Linked DNA regions of Mus musculus: region 1 is linked to region 2. Evidence: chromatin contacts called from public Micro-C data. All regions are on one chromosome and are shown on one strand. Each heading gives the region's core, a stretch centred on a gene start, on an enhancer-like site or on the middle of the called end of the contact. The rest is flanking DNA. Distances are from core to core; before and after follow the strand shown.

Region 1 (6,943 bases), core at 3,412-5,911, 410 kb before region 2:
GAGGTGGCTGAAAGAGGCTAACGGGCACAAGCTTTTTGCTTCTTTGCTTGCTTCTGGTGGTAATGCTGGGGATTAAACTCAGGACCTCATTCGAGCCAATCTGGCTTTCTGTGTCTACAGATGAGCACAGTGTGTATTGCTTATTCCCATATTGACCCCTTCCACAAGAGTGACTGGATCAAGAGGTAGGGCCTTGGAGAAGTGATGAGGTCCCAGGTAGAGCCTCACAAATAGGGAAATGGGACCACATCCTTATCAAAGTGTTCCTTGTGGGTGGGGCTATAGGTCAGTTGGTAGAGTGCTTGTCTAGCATGCAGGAAACCCAGGTTCCAATCCCAGCACCAGATCGGAAGTTCAAGGTCATCTTCGACTCCATAGGGAGTTTGAGGCCGGTTTGGGTCAGAGACTGTCTCATAAAAGAGAAGAAAAAGGTGTCCTCAGAAAGCCTGGTGTAGTGATAATCCCGACACTTTCAGGGCAGAAGCTGGAGAATTGGGGCTAGCCTCAGCTACACAGTGAGTCCCTAGCCTTCCTGAGAGTGTCTCAACAACACAAGAGTCCCTGGGGCACTCTCTTGCCCTTCCCACCACACCAGGACCCAGGAGTGGGAAGCGGCTTTCCCAGACCCCAGCTGTGGAGCACCTTGATCTCAGCCTTGTCATTGGAATGTGAGGGATGCCAGTCATACTGAGCTGGTTTCCCAGGTTAGGAGTGATGGCAGTTCCTCAGCCTAGAGGGACTTTTAAGAGCAGTGTGCTATCCGCCCACACTCTTGCAGTTTCTGGGTATTTTGACTCTGTGTTCCATGTCACTTTAGAAGAATCTGGTCTTAAGAAAGGAGAGGTAACCAGAAGAAAATCTAAAACTGTTCTAGGACTTCTTAAAGGTTGAGGTGGGCCTGGGATGCTCATAGGTAGAGATGTAAGTGTGTGTGTGTATCTGTGTGTGTGTGTGTGTGTGTGTGTGTGTGTTTGTGTATGAATCTATAGCATCCTATTATATGTTCTTTCTAGCATATGCTCAAGTGTGTATTTATCTCAAACATTTGCTTTTTTAGTTTCAAGATGTGTGACACATTTTCAATGCCTGATTTTGAAAGTGGATTCTTAATAAGCTGTGTCAACAGCCACTATGCGCAGCATAACTGTGCTATTTATATGATAATTACAAGGTGTCATTGGCTTAACAAAATACCACAAACTGGGACCCTTAATAGGACAGAAATGGATCCCCTACCCCGCCCTGGTATTAATCCGAAGGCCTCACAGTTGCTAGGCAAACGCTCCTACTGAGCTGCATCCTCCAGCCATCCATCTTGTTACACTTCGCTTGGAGACAAATATCTCATTAAATTTCCCAGAATATCCTTGTATTCACTCTGCAGCCCAGGTTGGACTGGAACCTGGGTTCCTCCTGCCTGTCTTCTGAGAACCTGGGGTGACATGCCTGCACCACCAAGCCCTGCCAGAGATGTTTCTGAAAGTCTGAAACCCAGGAGTGGGCAGGCCATGCTATCTTTGAAGGCTCCTGGGGATATGTCCCCAGCTGCCCCCCTGGGCTTTTGAGTTTCTGGTATTCGTGGCCACCCCTTGGTTTGTAGCCACCTGGCTGCAGTGACACAGTCACCACATCCTGCTGTATTATCTGTCTACATGTCTGTCTCTCACTCTCCTCCTCTAGGAACACTATTGCTGAAGTAGAGCCCTGAGTCACGACTTCATCTCACATTAAGCTGAACTGCAAATGGTCCTTTCTTCTCAAAGGTCCCATTCATAGTGAGAGGGGGTTACAATCCAACATCTCTGTCTGCGGATGTAACACAACCCTTACAAGACGGAGTTCCCACACTCCTATCCAAGCCTGTAAACCCAGAAGGATCACACATTCAAGGCCAGTGTGGGCTACAGAGAAAATTCAAGGCCAGCCTGAGCAACTGATGAGACCCTGTCTAAGAACTGAAAACTATAGAGAGAGCTGGGGGTACAGCTCAGTGGTGAAGTGTTCACCCAGCATGAATAAGGGCCAGCACTAGGGGAAAAAAAAAACCCAATAGTTTACAATATGCGTGGGTAGCATGTCTCAGATGTGAAGCCCAACTTTAAGATCACTTAGTAGTAGGGGCTGGAGAGATGGCTCAGCGGTTAAGAGCACTGACTAATCTTCCAAAGGCCCTAAGTTCAATTCCCAACAACCACATGGTGGCCCACAACCATCTGTAATGGGATCTGATGCTCTCTTCTTACCATAAGACAGCTATGATGTATTCATATATGTAAATAATATAAATAAATATATTTTTTAAAAAAAGATCACTTTGTAGTTGTTTCATTCTCTTGGTCCCCACAGTGTCTCCATGCTACCTGGATTTTTTTTTTTTTAGCATGTTTTCCCATTGAAACAATACAGAACTAGATTGTTGTTGTTGTTGTTGAAACAGGGTCTCACACTATGTAGTCTGTGTTGGCTCAATTTTGTATCATTCCTGCTTCAGCCTCCAGATCCTGTAACTACAGGTAGGAGCCACACTCAGAATAGAAATGTAACCTTCAACCTGCTTTTGTTCCCAGACATAGTATGACATGTCTGAGATCCCAGCATTTAGAAGGCTAATGCAGGAGGGTCAGAAGTTCATGTCATCCTCAGCTACATGGGGGTGGGGGGGGGGGGAGGTTTGAGGCCAGCCTGGAGACTTTGTCTCAAAGAAACAAAGCAAAACAAGACTGCCCTCACGACCTAAAGCCTTCTATCTTTAGAGTTTAAATGTTTTTTATAAATTATATACATGCTTGGCCGGGAGATGGTGGCACACACCTTTAATCCCAGCACTCAGGAGAGGTAGAAAGGTGGATCTCTGTGAGTTCAAGACCAGCCTGGTCTACAGCTCTAGTTCCAGGACAGCCAGGAATACACAAAGACAACCCTGTCTGGAAAAAGACAAATCCAAAACCAAAATAAAAGACGACAATAAAAACAAAACAGAAAACAAACAAACAAACAAAAAGTTCTCTTCTCCCTCCATCTTTCCTTCCCTCCTTCCTTCCTTTTTTCTTCTCAGATCTGCCTTGCTGCCTGAAGCATTAGTCCTAGACCGTGTCCAACTCGGTTCATATTTGGGGAACACCAACATAAGGATAGGCTCCCGTGCAAATTTGTGACACAGTACTGGTAAGTGTGCCCCATCTTGCAGAGACTTAGCTCACACGCTAAGAATGAAAGCCACCGGCCGGTGAGATGGCTCGGCAGTTAGAAGTATTTCCCACCAAGCCTGGCCTGAGTTCTGTCTCAGGAACCTACATAGTTGAAAAGAACCAAATCCTGAAAGTTGTTCTCTCATCTCTACATGTGTGCTACCCATAAGTAAATGTGTGTGTGTGTGTGTGTGCGTGTGTGTGTGTGAGAGAGAGAGAGAGAGAGAGAGAGAGAGAGAGAGAGGAAGTTGGATAGGGTAACTTTCCCTCACAGTTGGAGCCTGTCATGGTAGGAGAGTTATGTCAGCGGGTTGAGGTATCTGGTCACATGGCATCCACAGTCAGGAAGCAGAAAGTGATGGATGCTGGCACTCAGCTCACTGCCTCCTCTTTTTGAATCAGGACCCCAGAACGTGGGATGGTGCTGCCCACAGTTAAGAAGAGTTTCCCCTTGTCAATTTCCCTAATCTAGACAATCCCTCCTAAAGGAGCCCAGAGGCTTCTCTCTTTGGTGACAATCAAATTTTACCATCACTGGGGTATTGGCTCTCTAGGAGGGGCACACCTCTGGTCTTCCCCACTCTCTACCCTATGCACACCTCTGTGCTGGTGTTAGGTGTTAATCGGTCTCCTTTCCTGGGTTGTTATTTGACTGTGAAATGTCTTTGCAGACTCCTGTGTTGGAATACTTGTTTCTCAGCTGGTGGCAGGCTTTTGGGAGGTTGTGGGACTTTTAGGAAGGGTGGTCTCACTGTAGAAAGTGAGTGGCTGACAATCTACCCTCGAGGGCTCTAGCCTGGACCACACCTGTCATGTCTGCCTTGGCCTCCTGTCCCTCCAAAATGTGAAGGGTTAAGGTTAATGTCCCCTCTTCCCCCCCTCCCCCAACATTGGCGGCCATCTGCAGCCATAACTTTTCTGACACAATGAACTTTAGCCCCTGAGACCATGAGCCAATATAAATCCTTCCTCCCTTACTTAGCTTTTGATGGGTAGACTGCCACAGTGACCAGAAAAGCAACCGCTTTGCCTGATTCTCCCACCAGAACTGCATCCAGGGTGGGACCTGCAGGTTTTCTTTGAGGACCCAGGTGTGGAGCTCTCAGGGTTAGGTGATCAATCGGTGAGCCTACCTTATTCTAATTCCTTTGCTGTCAGTGTGTGCTGTAATGGTGAATTTAGAATTTTGCTTTTTCCGCTGTTGGGCTTTAAATCTAGGGCATGGTGGGCAAAGGCTAACCACTGACCTATAGCCCCAGCTCTCGAAAGTTTTAAGTAAACAAAACGAGCGAAAGTGCAGAAACCAGCAAGGATGGACAGTGTGTTAACTAGTCAAGCCACGCAGCGAGAGGACTTTAGGCCAGGCCCCGCCCCTAGATGGAACCACACCCACTTCCCCACCCCTCGCGACGACCCGCCCAGGTGCCTTGGGTCCCGCGGGAGGGGGTGGGGCAGGCGCAAGCGCAGAGAGCGCGGGCGCGGTTGCCGTGGCAGCGCCTGCCCGAGGGAGGGCGGCGGCGCGGGGCCAGGACCCCGGCAGGCAGAGGCGGCGACGCGGCCACCGGAGAGTGTGCGGCGGGGCAGCTGAGCGGCGGGTGCCCCGCCCTGCTGGCCGGTGGGGATGCGGGACCGGCTGCCCGACCTCACGGCGGTGAGCAGAAAGCCGCATAGCGGTCTGAGCCGGCGGGCGAGCTGTTGTGGGTCGGGCAAAAACCCCAGGAAGAACCTGGGGAGTTGGGGTGGAGAGACGCAAGGAGGGGAGTCCAGAAGCAAGACCTTAGGAGGAGTCTGAGTAGGGGGACGGAGGGGAGTCCAGGAGGGGAACCTGGGGAGGGAGCTCCGAGGAGGAACGCCCCTGGAGGCAACTGGGCAGCGTCTCTAGGAGGGAATCTAATAAGAGGGTTCTAGGAGCCCCGGGGCCTCCAGAGGCTTCGGTGTCTCCAGGGATGGCAGGGCGTAGTCTTCAGGAAGGATCCAGGCAGCCTCCTAGCAGGGTCCCAGGGAGCTTTCGGTTCTTCAAGAGTCACAAGATGCACAAGAGGAACCCAATCGGTGTTTCTGAGCAGAGTCTCAGGGAAAGGGCTCTGGGGTCCTTGGCGTCTTCAGGGGTGTTAGGGTGGGGCTTCAGGAGCATTCTTGGGAGGTCTCCAGGAGACCCTGGTCAGGGCTGCATGCAAGTCGATTCTTGCGACAAGGCTCCTGGTCTTCCTTGGGTTCCAAGGGTCACAGTTTGTTGGGACTCCAGGAATGGGCTGTGGGAGAGGTTCGGGGCCGGTGCTGGGAGCATCTTACAGGGCACTTCTGGGCACAGATGCTGGTAGGTGTCTGAGGTGAGTCCTCTCCGCCTGCCCTGGCACTACTCCTGTGTACCGATGTTTGGGTCGGAGTCCTCTTGGCCACCTGACAGGGTTGATTTCAGTGGGTGAGAGTGTGGCTCAGGGTTTTAGGCAAGGAGCAAGGGCTGCGCTTGGGCTGATGTTGGACTGCCTGCCTGTTTTTTTTTTTTTTTTTTTTTTTTTGCAAGGCTCTTATCACAGCCTCTCCAACTGCCTGCCCCACCCTGGATGATACCCTTTCTAACTGCTTTATTTCATGGCCTGATACAGAATGCTGTGCTGAGTCTCTCACAGACACCCCACACAAACCTGGAGCTCAGGGGCTAGGTACCTGCTTCGGTCAGCACTACCCACTGGGGGCCAGAACTGTATTTACGTTTTAACACAGGCTTTTAGTCACTAGTGAGCATTTTGAGAAGAGAAAAGCTGAGCTTTTTAACGGGGAGTGTGTATACAGTATATCTGCATTTGCAGCGGTCAGTTATTGTACCCAGTTTTGGGGTAGATGTGACATTCAGAACATATATACAGTGCAGGCCCAGTCATGGCGTTTGGCCCTACCCTTTCAGGTGTTTATCATTCTTTTGGGATGAGAACTTCAAGACCAGCCAGGCTGTGGTGGCGCACACCTTTAATCCCAGCGTTTGAGAGACAGAGGCAGGCAGATCTCTTTTGAGTTCAAGGCTAGCCTGGTTTACAGAGTGAGTTCCAAGACAACCAGGGCTACAGAGAGAGAAACCCTGTCTTAAGAAACAGAGAGACAACCTCAAGACCCTCCTCACTGGCTACTGCAGGCATCAGCCACAGCCACGCACTGCGATGCAGAACGTTGGAAGGCAGTCTTTTCCATCCAGCCGGACCCCAGAGCCACCTGTGTGCGCTGCTCACGTCCATTCTTCCCAGACCCTGTAACCAGTCTGTTCTCTGCTCCCTTGAGCACAGCAGCTTTTACATGTCTACACACGGAGCATCTGTGTTGCTGTGCTGATAGGCTTTATGACCCCCCCACTGGCCTGGGGGAGTTTGTTGGGGGGGGGAGACCCTTGGCTGGATTGAGGGGGAAACCTGGGAAGGAGAGCAGTTTGCAAACTGCCAGCGCTGGACTCTTGGCAGGTTTTGTGGACCGCCTGGAAGAGCAGCAGCAGGTGGCGCCCTGTAGTGTCACAGCTCAGGTGCTAGGAGTGGGACCCAGAGCAAGTGTCCCTGGGCAGCTCTTTGGGACTGTTCCGGTGACTAGGTGCCGGATCCTCTTCTCTGTCACCACCACTTCCTTTTTAAATAATTTATTTATTTTTCTATTTGACGTGCATTGGTGTTTTGCCGGCACGTGTGTCTGTGTGAGAGTGTTGGTTCCTGGGGTCAGAGAAAGTTAGGCACTGTCGTGTAAGTGTTGGGAATTGAGTCCTGATCCTCTGGAAG
Region 2 (7,040 bases), core at 98-2,597:
GAAGTGCCGATGACTAGGTAGCAAGCCAGCGGGACCAGCACGAAGCCGGTCAGAGCATTGACATCCATGCTGCCCACATAACACACACCAGTGAGCTCATCCCCTGCCACCCTGCGCATCACCAAGATCAAGATAGTCTTCACAGCCGGGATGGCCCAAGCTGCCAGGTGAAAGTAGCTGCTGTTGGCTTCAATGGCCTCATGGCCCCACTTCTTTCCAGCAGCCAGGAACCAAGTGAGGGTGAGGACCACCCACCATAAAGAGCTGGCCATGCCGAAGTAGTAAAGTACCAAGAAGACTAAGGTACAGCCCGTGCTCTCCAGTCCTTCCTGGATAACATACAGCTGCCCACTGTCCCGGTCACAAGCGATGCTCTCCGCGCCCGCGAAGAGGCGGATGATATAGCCCACCGAATAAACGCAGTAGCACATGGAGAGGAAGATGATAGGACGTTCGGGGTACCTGAAGCGCGATGGGTCGATGAGGAAGGTGAGCACGGTGAAGGCGCTGGAGAAGAAGCACAGCACGGACCAGATGGCCAGCCAGACCACAGCGAAGCGCTTGTCGTCGCGGCTCCAATACACATCCACCCCCGGAGTGCAAAGCGGTGCGCAAGATTCGCTCTTCTCCACATGGTGGAACTTGCCTGGGTTGTCACAACCTGCGCGCCCCGGACCCCCGTCCTTTAGTGGGTGCTCCTGCGCGCTGTGGGGCCTCTGGGGCCTGAAGAGCGGAGGAAACATGCCAGAGCCCCGGCTGGGCTCATCCGAGCCGTTGTTGGGTGCCTCCATGCACAGGTAGTTGGGGTCGTTCTTGTTGGGGAGCTTGCTGCAATCCAGGGAGTCCGGCCACCTGAATTTGAACTGCTCCATGATCGGCGAGCACTTGAGCCGGGCCTGCTCGCACATGACCCGGCAAGCAGGGATGGGTGTGGAGACCTGCTCGGTGCACATGGGCGCGTACAGCGAACACAGGAAGAAGCGAAGGTGGCTGTGGCAGCCGTACTCCACGAGCGGCGCGAACTCGTGCAGTTGGATGGCCGCCTCGCGCTGGTTCTCGTGACCCATCAGGTTGGGCATGCGGGTGGTGTTGTAGCCGATGTCCTTGCACATGGGAATCTCCACCGGCTGGCACTTGCCGTCTCCAGGGCGCTCTAAGTCCATGGAGCTGATGGCCGTGCACGAGCCTATCATCACCTGCAGCACCAGCCACAGGCGCGGGCCCGGGTGTTGCATGGTGGCGCCCTCAATGTCCCAGCGCCGCTCAGGGCCGCCGCTCCCGGGCACGGGCTGTTGCTGCTGCCCGCGGCTCCGCGCCCCGGCTCGGGCCCCCGCGCATGCCCATCCAGTCTGGCCGGAGCGCTCGCGGCGCCCGGGGCCACCGCGGTGGGCGCGCGGCCTCAGCGGAGTCGGGGGGCGGCGGGGGAGGGGAGCGAAGTTTGCAAACAATACGGCGGAGCGAGCGCCGCTCAGCGCGCAAACTTTGGCCTCTTCTTCCGGGCGCGGGCGATCGCGGACCGCGGTGGGGCAGCGCGGGCACACCGTGGCCCTGGGCCCTGGAGCTCCTCCCTCCCGGCGCCCGCAGCTGCTTCCAGCACGGCGTCCCGGGATGAGAAGACTTGCAAAGAGGCAAAGAGTAGCAAAGAGGGAAAAAAAAAAAAAAAAAAAGCAAAGCCGATTGGTGACAGGCCCCGCCTCCGCCCGCCGCCCCGCCCCGCTGCTGCTTTGCATCAGAAAGCCTTGCGCCCCGGGCAGCCTCCGCCCTCAGCCCCAGCTTGGGGCTGGACCCCAGCCTCCAGCCTCACCTCCTGCCGGCCTCTCTGCTTGCCCTCCCCGCCCCAGAGGGGGGGTGGGAGGCCTTGAGATTGTCCCCGGTACCCCAAGGACGCCGAGGTTACGGGAAGTTTGGGGACTCGGGTAAGGGTGGTCCTCACCCGGGGTTGGGGGCTGGGGACGCATCTTCTACTTTTACGACCGGGCCCTGGCGGAGGGCACTTTCAAAGAGACACGGGATTTGCGTTTTATGACCGTGCTCATAAAAAAGTGGCCCCTCGGCTTGTAAAGCTGCCCGCATCTTCCCGAAGCCGGGGGTTTGCTGCCCGGGGCGCGGAGCTCGGACTCCGGGGAGGGGCTGCCTTTGAAATTTCAAAAGGGCCGAGTGCAGGGGAGGGGGAGGGGACTTGGGAAGCCGGAGTTTAGGGCCTCTTCTGCAAGGTCTACTCAAAGAAAGAAGGGAGGGGGCGGGGAGGAGACTTTCCGGGCCGCTGACACCCCGCACCCCGAGAAGAGGGGCTTGGCTTGAATCGTGGTGACCCTTGCCCCGCCAAGGCCACCGTGTTGGGGACCATCGCGCCAAGCCGGCTGGTGGTTTCTCCAAGCGGCTGAGTTTATTTATTATAGGAAGTTGTGTATTTATATTATTTGGCGAAAGATGTGCTCGGCCTGCGTCCTCCTGGGAGGCGGAGGCTGAGCCCCGGCCTACACGCGCACGGCTGGTTCCCACGCAGAGTGGTGGGGCCTCTCCGTGCCTTGCTATGCTGGCTCCTGCCCCTTGGTTGGTTTTGGGCTAATCTGTGATAAGGACACAGAGCTTCAACCTCCTTCCCCCGCACAGGGAGTGAGTGCACCATGGGAGCCCACCGCAGTCCTTAGATGTCCGAGAGATCTGGGGTGCGGCACCTGTCGCGGACTCTTGGCTTTGGATAAACAGCCCTCAGGGCGGTGGCCCACTCTCTCCTTAGACCCCACCCCACCCCCATTCAGGTCTGCGTTTTAAGTGTCTGGGAAACTACCAGGACCTCCAGTGCGGACTCCCCCAACTGCATAGGTGCAGCTAAGTCCCCTGCTCATCTTTCGGCCAGTCAGTCTTGCGCACCCCAGGGCCGAGTTGGGTGCACAGATGCCTGGAAGCCTTCAGTGGCTCCAGCCAAGCCAGGAACGAGGCTACCCAGGACCCCTCCTCCCCGCCCTGCCTTGCGCTTCCTGCAGAGGATCGACTTCTAATTAAAACAAGGCTTCAGCGTCCCATCTGCAGGGAGTTCTTCCTCTTTACCCCCCTTTCATTTGTCAGACATAGCGGACAGACCTGAGGCTGGGACACTCCCAGGACCTGCTGAGTCCTGGGGGTGGGGGGCGGAGGGGTGTGCACAGGCTCATGCCTCACCTTTAGATCCCCTGGTCCCCTCTGCCTTTCACGGGAGGAAGTTGGATCCGTGGAAACAGCGGTCCGGAAGACTGAGGTTAACACAGTCAGAATCACCACCCACCACCGTGTTAGTGACCCAAGAAAAACCTGCGGTGTGGTGAACGCTTGCGGCTTGGATAAGGATGGTTTACTTAGATATTTATAGTTTAGTACGCTGTTTCCAAAACCTTTTAAGTCAGGTAAGATTCTTGGGCTATCGCTTAGCTTTAAGACAGACTAGTTTGCAAGGGGTCCTTCCTGACACTTTTGCCTTCCGTTTTCTCTCTCTCTCTCTTCTAATTCCACACTCCCCCCCCCGCCCCTTGGGGCGTGGGGGGCGTGGAAGTAGCCTGGGTGAGCTCAGCTCCGGAGCAGGGTGTGAGCTATTTGAGACTGCCCCACGTAATTGGTCTTTTATGCTCTGGTTACTTCTACAGTGTTCCGACCTTTTATTTTAGCTATGATCACTTCACGTTCCTTTCTTCTCTCCCCCAACCCCCGGGACTCCCTTAAAATATATTAAGAGAAGAAAAAGCTAACAGAATTTCTTCCATCTGCCCAACCTAGTATAGAAAAAGAAAGGAAAGCAACAAATAGACATTAGTATCTAAAAATAAGGGCCCCGAGATAGCGAGAGTGGAAGGCAACGCTAATAAATGAAAGGACCCCTTTGATGGCTCCAGCTGAAAAGATATTTTATTTTTCTCTCTCCTGTGTGTGGGATTTGAGACGAGTGACTCCAGAGCAGCCGGGTCCCCTGCTGCTCAGCCCTGGCTCGGAAACCGGCCCCCCTCTGGCAAGCGTTATGGAGAGCTGGGAGGAATTTTATGGCTGTCTCTCTCCCCTCGGCTCTTTTTTTTCTTTTGTCTTCTTTGAAGAACGACTTTAGACATTTTATTTACATATTTAACCAGGGATAAAAGAGGGAAGAGAAAGCTTTGGGGTGGGGTGGGGGGGACTGGCCTGGGAATAGAGCTATGTTTAAATTAATGGAAATCTTATTAGGTTTCTCAAAATTTGAGCAAGGGTTTCTAATGAAACTTGATAATTAAACATGATTTTAAATAGCATCCTAGAGCAAAGGGTACTTTGGACCCCAAATCTCCTAATATATCTATCTACGTGAGATTTCAAAATACTGTCTGTAGATATTAGCGTAGAGTTCTTGCAAATGTCTACCAAGGAGAGTGCAAGGTATTCTGGAAGGAATACTCTTTAAGAGTCAGATGGTGTCTTGAGTTAAATAATTTTGGAGGTGGTGGGGAGTTGAAAGGAAGGCCCTGTTTAATTGGTAAAGTCAGAAGTTAAAAAAAAAAAGAAAAGATTCTCTGCCATGGGTCTCAGTGGTAATCAAAGCTGCATCCTTCCTCAGTATGGGTGAAGGAACCATAAAGTCTTGAGAGGGGTTTCTGAAATAGGATTAGAGAGAACCCAAATAATCTCTTTAAGATAAAAAAAAAAGTACTTCGTCTCCTACAATAAAGAAAAATTAAGCCAGAAGCTTAGCCTGTTACAAGCTAATTGCAAGAGTAAACATGTGGGGTATGGGCAGAGATTATAGAAAGACATGAACATCCTGTCTCCCAGCCTGAAGATGAACCAGGGAGCTGGCTCCTTAACGTTTGTCTTGGTAGCTTCAAGGCCATTTCTAGAACTTTCCTATTTGCGGATCCAGTTGGAAAGCTCTTAAGATCTCTGTTTGCATTTTCCAAACTGTTCCTTACAGTAAGGAAAGTGGTCTGCTTACTGGTAATGGTCTCTTTAAAAGGCACACATTGAGAATTCAGTTTTCCAACCCACTAGGCTTGGTTCCACGACTGCCTCACAATCCCCCCCCCCCTTTCGGAGGAGATATATTAAAGTCATCCAAAGTGATGTTTAGTTAACACACACAAACATATGCTCCAAGCATAAAACACACACACCTCATACCACAAAGCAGTGTAGGTTGCCCCAAACTTAAGAACAAGTTTTAATTACACTTCAGCACATGTAAGATACGGGGTGGTTGGGGGTGGTGAGGCGCAGAGAGAAAAGGCCCTTGGCCCTCTGCGTTATAAAATGCATGAAGGAGTGTCCGGGCCGCGGCAGAACAATTTAGGCCGCTATTTTAAGGCCACTTCCCTTGAAATGTGGATTGAAATATTACCAGAGGTTCGCGGGGCGCTTTCGTGTGAATTGCAAATCAAGCATCGCTTTAATCCTCTTTCAAGGCCGGGCCTTGGATCGCTGGCGTCGCGCGGCTCCCCACTGCTTCTGGCGCAGAAGGGACCATTCAAGGGGGCAGCTCCCCTCCTCTGTTCCCACACTCCAAAAAACAACACCGCAGACAGACACCCTCCAACTAAATTAGATTAAACTCCTACTCTTCCACAGCGCATTAGCCTTTTTACAGCCCAGGCTTCTGCTGATCGCTCCTCCCTGTTTAAAGACACAGCACAGCTTTTTCCGTCTCTGCTACCTCCACACAAATGTGTCGGGGTGGGGATGGGGAGGGCAGTGGGGAATAATCTTTAAAAAGGTGTAAAGTGCACCAGGCTAAGTGACTTCGGATTGCTGGAGATACCTCTGTTTAAAACACGGGCAGACCCACGTGTGCCCCCTCCAGGGCTTTCAGGAACCCCCCATGTGAGCAGCATTTAAACCCTAGTATATAGAGTTTAATTTAAAAAAATAAAATAAACGAATAAATAAATAAATAAACAAACAAGTAAATAAAATTTACAGAATTACCTCACAAAATGAAGCAGGCAAACGTGATTCTGTTTTGCATTAGTGTCCCAGAGGACACCGGAAGACAGTTTGCTGAAATTAACAGCCACTTCTACAGTTATTCCATGGGCTCATGCGACTGAGGCCTCTGCCCCTCAGCTGCTAGGCCAGTGCCTTTCTTTGTCCACCACCCCAGCTACCGCTGCTTCTTTCAGCTTTATTCATTTCTTCAGTACCTGGGTTTTCCTAGTCTGGAAACTGGTCCGTCATCCTCCCTGACACAGTAAACGGGGGAGGGGGGGGGGGAACTTGGACACAAAGCTGGGGCAACCTTAAGCTCTACCTACCATCACTGGGTCTGAAAATCCCTCTACCACTTTCTAGAGCATTGGTTCTCAACTTGTGGATTGAGACCCCCCCCCCCCTTAAGGCCCAAGGGTCCTTTCCTAGAGGTTGAGTATCAGCTATCCCACATAGAAGATATTGATGTTACAATTCATAACAGTAACAAAATTACAGTTATGAAGTAGCAACAAAATAATTTTATGGGGCGAAGGTCACCACAGCATGTATTTACAGGGTTGCAGCATTAGCAAGGTTGAGAACCGCTGGTCTAGAGCCACCTGACTAGGGCTGAGCTATTCCGGATTCTGGGCTTTGGTTTTCTTACCTGAAAAATAAGATCCAATCTAGTAAGGCCAGGCACAAGGCTGTTTCCAAGATGACAGTTTGTGAAGCACAGTAAATATAACCCGGGCATCATCCTGGTTGATGGTTATTGTTAACTCTCTAGGCCCCAGGACCATGTAGGAGACGCTCCTCAGGCCGCTGCTGTTGTGCGGGAGTTTTCACATTAGGTTAATTGAAGTTGGAAGACTCACCCTAGCTGTGAGCAGCACCATCCATAGGACTGAAGAAAAAAGGAGAAAGTGAGCCAAACACCAGCATTCATCTCTCTCTCTGCTCCCTGCCCTGAAGCAAGATGCAACGTGAGCAGCTACCTCACAAACGGGTTACTGTGGCTCCCCACCATGAAGGGCTGTGCCCTTCAACCGTGAGCCGAAATAAGCCCTTACATAGTTGCTTCTTGTTGGTTAGTCTGTCACAGCAAACTAATAGTAAGACAGAATCCCAGAAATCCATCA

What was found. Hi-C and Micro-C count contacts between places; a contact is called where the count stands out from the background.
Region 1: a contact with region 2 is called in a Micro-C map of embryonic stem cells, with 2.6 times the contacts expected there. The contact joins the promoter of Stx2 here to the promoter of Fzd10 in region 2. A contact is called at or near these places in 1 of 39 promoter capture datasets (cranial neural crest), 2 of 484 Hi-C or Micro-C datasets (both in embryonic stem cells) and 1 of 115 datasets of contacts at active chromatin or transcription factors (the SCID.adh cell line).

The regions. Positions count from the first base shown.
Region 1 is chr5:129,006,290-129,013,232 of GRCm38.p6, reverse strand. Stx2 (syntaxin 2) reads left to right here and starts at 4,661. Exons shown (of 11, transcript NM_007941.3): 1 at 4,661-4,839. The coding sequence starts at 4,810.
Region 2 is chr5:128,595,413-128,602,452 of GRCm38.p6, reverse strand. Fzd10 (frizzled class receptor 10) reads right to left here and starts at 1,347. Exons shown (of 1, transcript NM_175284.3): 1 at 1-1,347. The coding sequence starts at 1,235. Fzd10os (frizzled class receptor 10, opposite strand) reads left to right here and starts at 1,766. Exons shown (of 6, transcript NR_015517.2): 1 at 1,766-1,916; 2 at 6,689-7,040.